Regions from separate parts of the Macaca mulatta genome. Here region 2 is linked to region 1. Evidence: chromatin contacts called from public Micro-C data. All regions are on one chromosome and are shown on one strand. Each heading gives the region's core, a stretch centred on a gene start, on an enhancer-like site or on the middle of the called end of the contact. The rest is flanking DNA. Distances are from core to core; before and after follow the strand shown.

Evidence for each region. Hi-C and Micro-C count contacts between places; a contact is called where the count stands out from the background.
Region 2: a Micro-C map of CD4 T cells shows a contact between it and region 1, with 6 times the contacts expected there. The contact joins the promoter of LOX here to the promoter of SRFBP1 in region 1. A contact is called at or near these places in 3 of 14 Hi-C or Micro-C datasets (CD4 T cells, blood and fibroblasts).

Annotation. Positions count from the first base shown.
Region 1 is chr6:130,967,900-130,970,599 of T2T-MMU8v2.0, forward strand. It overlaps SRFBP1 (serum response factor binding protein 1), which reads left to right and starts at 1,369. Exons shown (of 8, transcript NM_001266668.1): 1 at 1,369-1,432. The coding sequence starts at 1,397.
Region 2 is chr6:131,077,198-131,079,897 of T2T-MMU8v2.0, forward strand. LOX (lysyl oxidase) reads right to left here and starts at 1,327. Exons shown (of 7, transcript XM_015140637.3): 1 at 350-1,327. The coding sequence starts at 980.

The sequences.
Region 1 (2,700 bases), core at 119-2,618:
TTTACAATCCTTTAGCTAGACAGAAAAGTTCTCCAAGTCCTCAACCGACCCAGAAGCTCAGCTAGCTTCACCTCTCAGTTTCTCCATGTTAGTCAGGCTGGTCTCCAATTCCCGACCTCAGGTGATCCGCCCGCCTCGGCCTCCCAAAGTGCTGCGATTACAGGCATGAGCCACTGTCCCCTGCTGGAAGAAACGTTTTTCCTGTATTTTAAATGAAGGGGCCTGGATTTTCATTTTGCACTGCACCCCACATATTATGTAGCTGGACTTGAAGTCCTATAGCAGTGGACAGTACCAGGCAAGTGACTCTGGGCAAGGCACTGGGTGCCTCTGAAGTCACTTTACACATCTGTAAAATAATTGTTCAGAGCAGAGTTGGGTGGCTCACTCCTGTAGTACTAGCTATTTGGAAGGCTGAGGTGACAGGATGGCTTGCATCCAGGAGTTTGAGGCTGCAGTGAGCTATAAATGTGCCACTGCACACCAGCCTGGATGACAGACAGACCAGGTCTCTAACAAAATAATAATAATTATAATAGAATAATAATATCTATCTTGTTGGATTTCTGTGGAGATTTTGAGCTAATTTATGTAAAGCTCTTGGATCAGCATTTGACACATTTTAATGGTCAATACTAGAAAGTGTTGACAATTATACATTACCTAATTCAAACACATTCCCTTACGTGTCCTATGCCCGCCGGCTAATATTTCTAAACAGCCATTCCCACAGGCAGTACCAAATGTGTATCCTGGTTTTTCTTCAAACGTTCATTCCTTAAATTTAAACCCTTCTATAGTGTGCAGGAAAAAATGTTCGCACCTCAGCTATAATGTGAGGTTGGAACAAAAAGCTGTGAGGATTTAAAAAGGCGTGTTTGTTAGAAAAGCAAAACATATTCACAAACACTAGATTTAAAAAAATGGAAGCAAAAAATCGTTCATTCAAGTGCTTGACCATTTCACAAGAGCTCTTTCACAGCCGCTCAGCGCCCCCCTCGCCATTACGAGAGAAAAACCAAGGCCGGTACAATGCGGGCGCAGTGTACTAAGGGGACACACACATACAGTGTACTAAGGGGACACACACACACACATACACACACACCCCCCCACATCTTGAAAACCTGTACGTTCCACCGCTACCAGCCCGCCTCTGGTTTCCATAGGAACGCGCAATTCCGTTGCGTCGCCCTTTGCGCCGGAAGTTGCTCTATATCAGTTCCGGTTTTCCCCTCCAAGCGTCAACGTTTCCTTTTCCCAGGCGGCAGCTAGAGCAGACGGCGGATGAATTGTGGACAGAAGAGGCTTCCGTTGAGGGGCGTGGCGACGCAGCCGCAGTCTGGGAGACTCAGTTCACGTGCAGGCAGCGGCGGATCATATTCCGTAATCTACCATGGCTCAGCCGGGAACTCTGAACCTCAATAACGAGGTGAGCGCCGAGGAACCTATGGGGCTGACATTGAGGGTCCTCAAAACCAGGTCTTTTGAGACGCGTGGTCGGAGGCGGGCAAAGAGGGTGCGGCTGGAGGAACTTTCGTGGTGGGCCCAGGGGAGTTTCCCACAACTTGGAGTTTGGCAACCGGTAATTTCCCTTTTCGGTCTCTAGGTGACTAAAGTGACAGACATGTGTCAGGCCCCACGAATTTATGTGTATGGGACTTTGGGAAGACCCTTTAGCCTGGATATTCAACATTTTCGTCTGTAAAGCGGAACTCAAGATAGTTCGTCCCAGGGTTGTGAGATTAACTGAGATACGTGAAGTATTTGCAAGTGCCTGACCCTTAAACTTTCAGTACACATTACCTGCTCCTTATTGCCTGTCGAAAATGAAAGAGAGAAATTAAGAGCTGTAGCTTCTAAGAAATTGCTGATCTTGAATGAGACTGTATGCTCAGTACTTCGTTTCCTCTTCCAGTTAGTGTCTTACTCCTTTGCTTCGATTTACAGCGGAACTTCAATAAAGAACTGTTCATACTTGCTATCCCCAATTCTTTTTTCTGCTTCTTCAGTCCATTCTCATCAGACATTTGTTCTCACCACCGTCTCTTCCCTAATGTGCTAAGGTCAACAAAATACTATTCCTACCACTTACCCGCCTCTGGTTTCTGCTTCTATTCAACAAAGTAATGTCATCCGAAGTCTTAAAGTAAGCTGGAAACGTAAGGATCGAGTAAGGAACTCACAGTGACATACAGAAAGGAAATTCTTTATCCCGTGTATGAGCAGGTCACTGTTTAGAGTACACATAGTAATGTAAGAGATATTTCATATTTTCTAGTAACAAGGCGGGAAAATGAAGTGGGTAATATTTGTACTTGGTCTTTAAGGATCTTCCCCAGGAATCACTTAATCAGTGACTCAGGAAAGGGGAAGAAGTCATTCCAGGCAGAGAAACTGGTATAAGCAGGAAAGGGTTAGTAGCAGAAGAAACCGTGGGTAATATAGGGATAGGTAACTTCACTGATGGGAACTTGTGAGATGAAGAAGGAAATAAAACTGAAATATATTCCCTACTGCCAGATTCACGAGTCTGGATTTCAGTTGAAAGTGGAGTACAAGATATGCTGAAGAGGGAAGCTGCAAGCAGTTACTATTTACTCATAAACATACATTAAGCTTATGCTTTCTGCCAGAAAGCATTTGGTGGGCTATTTTCCATTAGGTTACCTGTGATGTATGAAAGATCGGAGTAATGTC
Region 2 (2,700 bases), core at 77-2,576, 110 kb after region 1:
CGTCAGCAGGCGACGGGCGCAGCAGTGAAACAACCCGGCGCCCCCCGCTCCAACTCCCTACCCCTCTAGGTCCCTTACTCCTCACCCTTCTCCCACCGGGACTGCAGAGTGGAGCAGGGGGCAGCAAGAGAACTGGGGACTCCCGGGGCTGCAAAGCAATGTGAAAAGGAAGCAGGAGGGGCCAGACGCGCGGTTTGCACTAGATTCCAGGGCTGCCACTGCAGGCGCGTTGGGGGAGGGATTGGATCTGCGAGGACCGGGGCCCGCCGCGCCCAGGCAGCCACGTCGAGAAGCCACATAGCTGGGGACCAGGTGCACGGGTGGTTCCAGCGGACTTGGGGGTACTTACCGTACTGGAAGTAGCCAGTGCCGTATCCGGGCCGGTACCTGCCCCCAGGTCTGGGCCTTTCATAAGTATCGTAGTAGTTGTAATAAGGGTTGTCGTCAGAGTACTTGTAGGGGTTGTACGGGTCGTCGCCCACCATGCCGTCCACGCGGCTGGGCAGCTGCAGGTTACTGAGCTCAGGGACATCTCCCGGCGCGGTCTGGTTCTCCGCGCGCGGGGCGCCAGCTTCGCGGGCTCCAGATGTCGAGTAGCCAGCTTGGAACCAGTGGCGGGCGGTGGGCCTGGGGCGGCCGGCGGTGACTCCAGATGAGCCGGCCGTCCGCGCCCGCGCCGCGGCGGTGCGGTTGTCGCGGATCAGCAGGATCGGAGTGCGGGGCTGCTGGGCGGAGGCGCTGGCGGCACCGGGGACGGCGGCGCCCGGGTCCCGGCGGCGCTGAGGCTGGTACTGTGAGCCCAGGCTCAGCAAGCTGAACACCTGCCCGTTGTTCTCCCATTGGATCTGCTGGCGCCAGGCTCCCGGAGCCGCCGGCGGCTCGCGCGGGGGCTGCTGTTGGCCGGCGGCGGGCGGGGCGCAGCGCACGAGCGCGCAGAGCTGCAAAGGCCCGAGCAGGAACACTGTCCAGGCGAAGCGCATCACTCCTTTTGCCAGATTGACCCCGCTCGAGGAGGACGTGGCTCAGAGAAAATAAAAACAGGGCTCAAATCACGTGAGGGAGGGAGAAATCTTCAACCAAGGAGCCGAGCGGAGCACGGGTATCTCAGTCTCCACCAAGCAATGCCAAGGGTGGGATTCAGACCCTTCCCCAGTCAAGACGGCTGCTCTCGGACGTGGCACCCTTCCCTTTCCCCTTTCTCAGTCCTGGAAGGCAACGGGGAGCGGCGCGGCAGTCCCGGAGAGCGGGCAGTGTCTGGAGTGAAGGAAGGAGGAGTGATTTTAAACTTTCTGGCACGTTTGCAAAGTTACACAAGCCGTTCTGGCCCGGCCGCCCCTCAGCTATTTGTTCACGTAATGCGATTGGAAACGTGCAAGGCGGACAGCTCCTCGCCTCTGCCCCTCCCTTTCTCCCCTCCCTGCCCTCCTCCCCCCAGACACGTTGCACAGGGAGCGTTAAGGGGAAAGAACAAAACGGAACACACATCCTGAGACACACTGGCTTAATCTGGGGCGAACATGCAGGAATTTCAAAAAACTCAGACAGGCGAAGGCAGCCAGGCCATGGGGCGACGCCAAAATATGCACGAAGAAAAATGCTATTAGGTCACCAGCCCTTGAGAGGCGGGAAGTCGGGAGGTTGGGAGGGTGCTGGGGGCGAGAGGGGGGCGGGGGAGGATTGTGACTAAAGTTTATCCATAGAAGAGTTAACCAGACACATTTCCCAACGCACACTCACTTGCTTTTATGGGAAGCGCCCTCAGCAAATAAACCCCAGGATATCAAATTTTGTTTTTCTGTGTGTAGGTAATATGAGAAATGGGTTACAAATTTATTTCCTACAGTGAATATTTTAATAACCAAAAGTGAAATTTTACAGGGAACAAAGCCAGCTAACGCTGCAGCAATGAATAAACCTGTCTCTTTTTCAAAATGCCGGCCTGATTTGTACTTTGAGTGGAAGTGGAGAGCAATCGTTCATCTCCACAGTGTCTATAAGGAAGATTTACTAAAGACTAGAACAAGTCTGCACGAGAAAGCACTCAGAAGGCATCTTCACATATGCATTTTATAAGACATCTTTCTCCTTCATCTTATTTATAAAGAGGTTTGACTTTGGTTTAAAAAAAAATTAAATCATCTCTGTTAAATACTGAAAGTCAGTAAAACATCGCTTGCTGTTTGATTTATCTTCCAATCTAAACAAGGGAGTTGCTGAAGAAACAGCCTTAGAGTTCAGATTTTGGTAAAGAGAAGGAAGTAGGAGTGGTCAGAAGAGAATATAGGTAGGGAGGGGATAAATTATGTTGACTGGAAAGAGATACATAATGGACCAGTTATTCATATACCACTCAGGGTTTGGGCAGTGCTAGAAACCTCGCAACAAAAAAAAAAAATGGTTACTAAATGGTCTGATTTAACACTACTACTCAAAACCAGATTTTGGTTACCATTTTATTGGTCTCATCATTGGGCTGTTGTCCAGACATACTTCAATATTCATATACCTCTGTTAGTCTCTGTCTCTCCGTATTTAATCACTGCATTTTGGTGATGTGGTGGAACTCTGCTGATTTGACTGCCTCACATCCATTTCCCTTTTCTTTCTAGTGAGAACAACTGGATTTTCCTTTGAGGGGCTTCCTGCCCATCCCACTCAGTTGCAGAGTGGAAGGACTGAGCATTTATGAGACTTACCCAC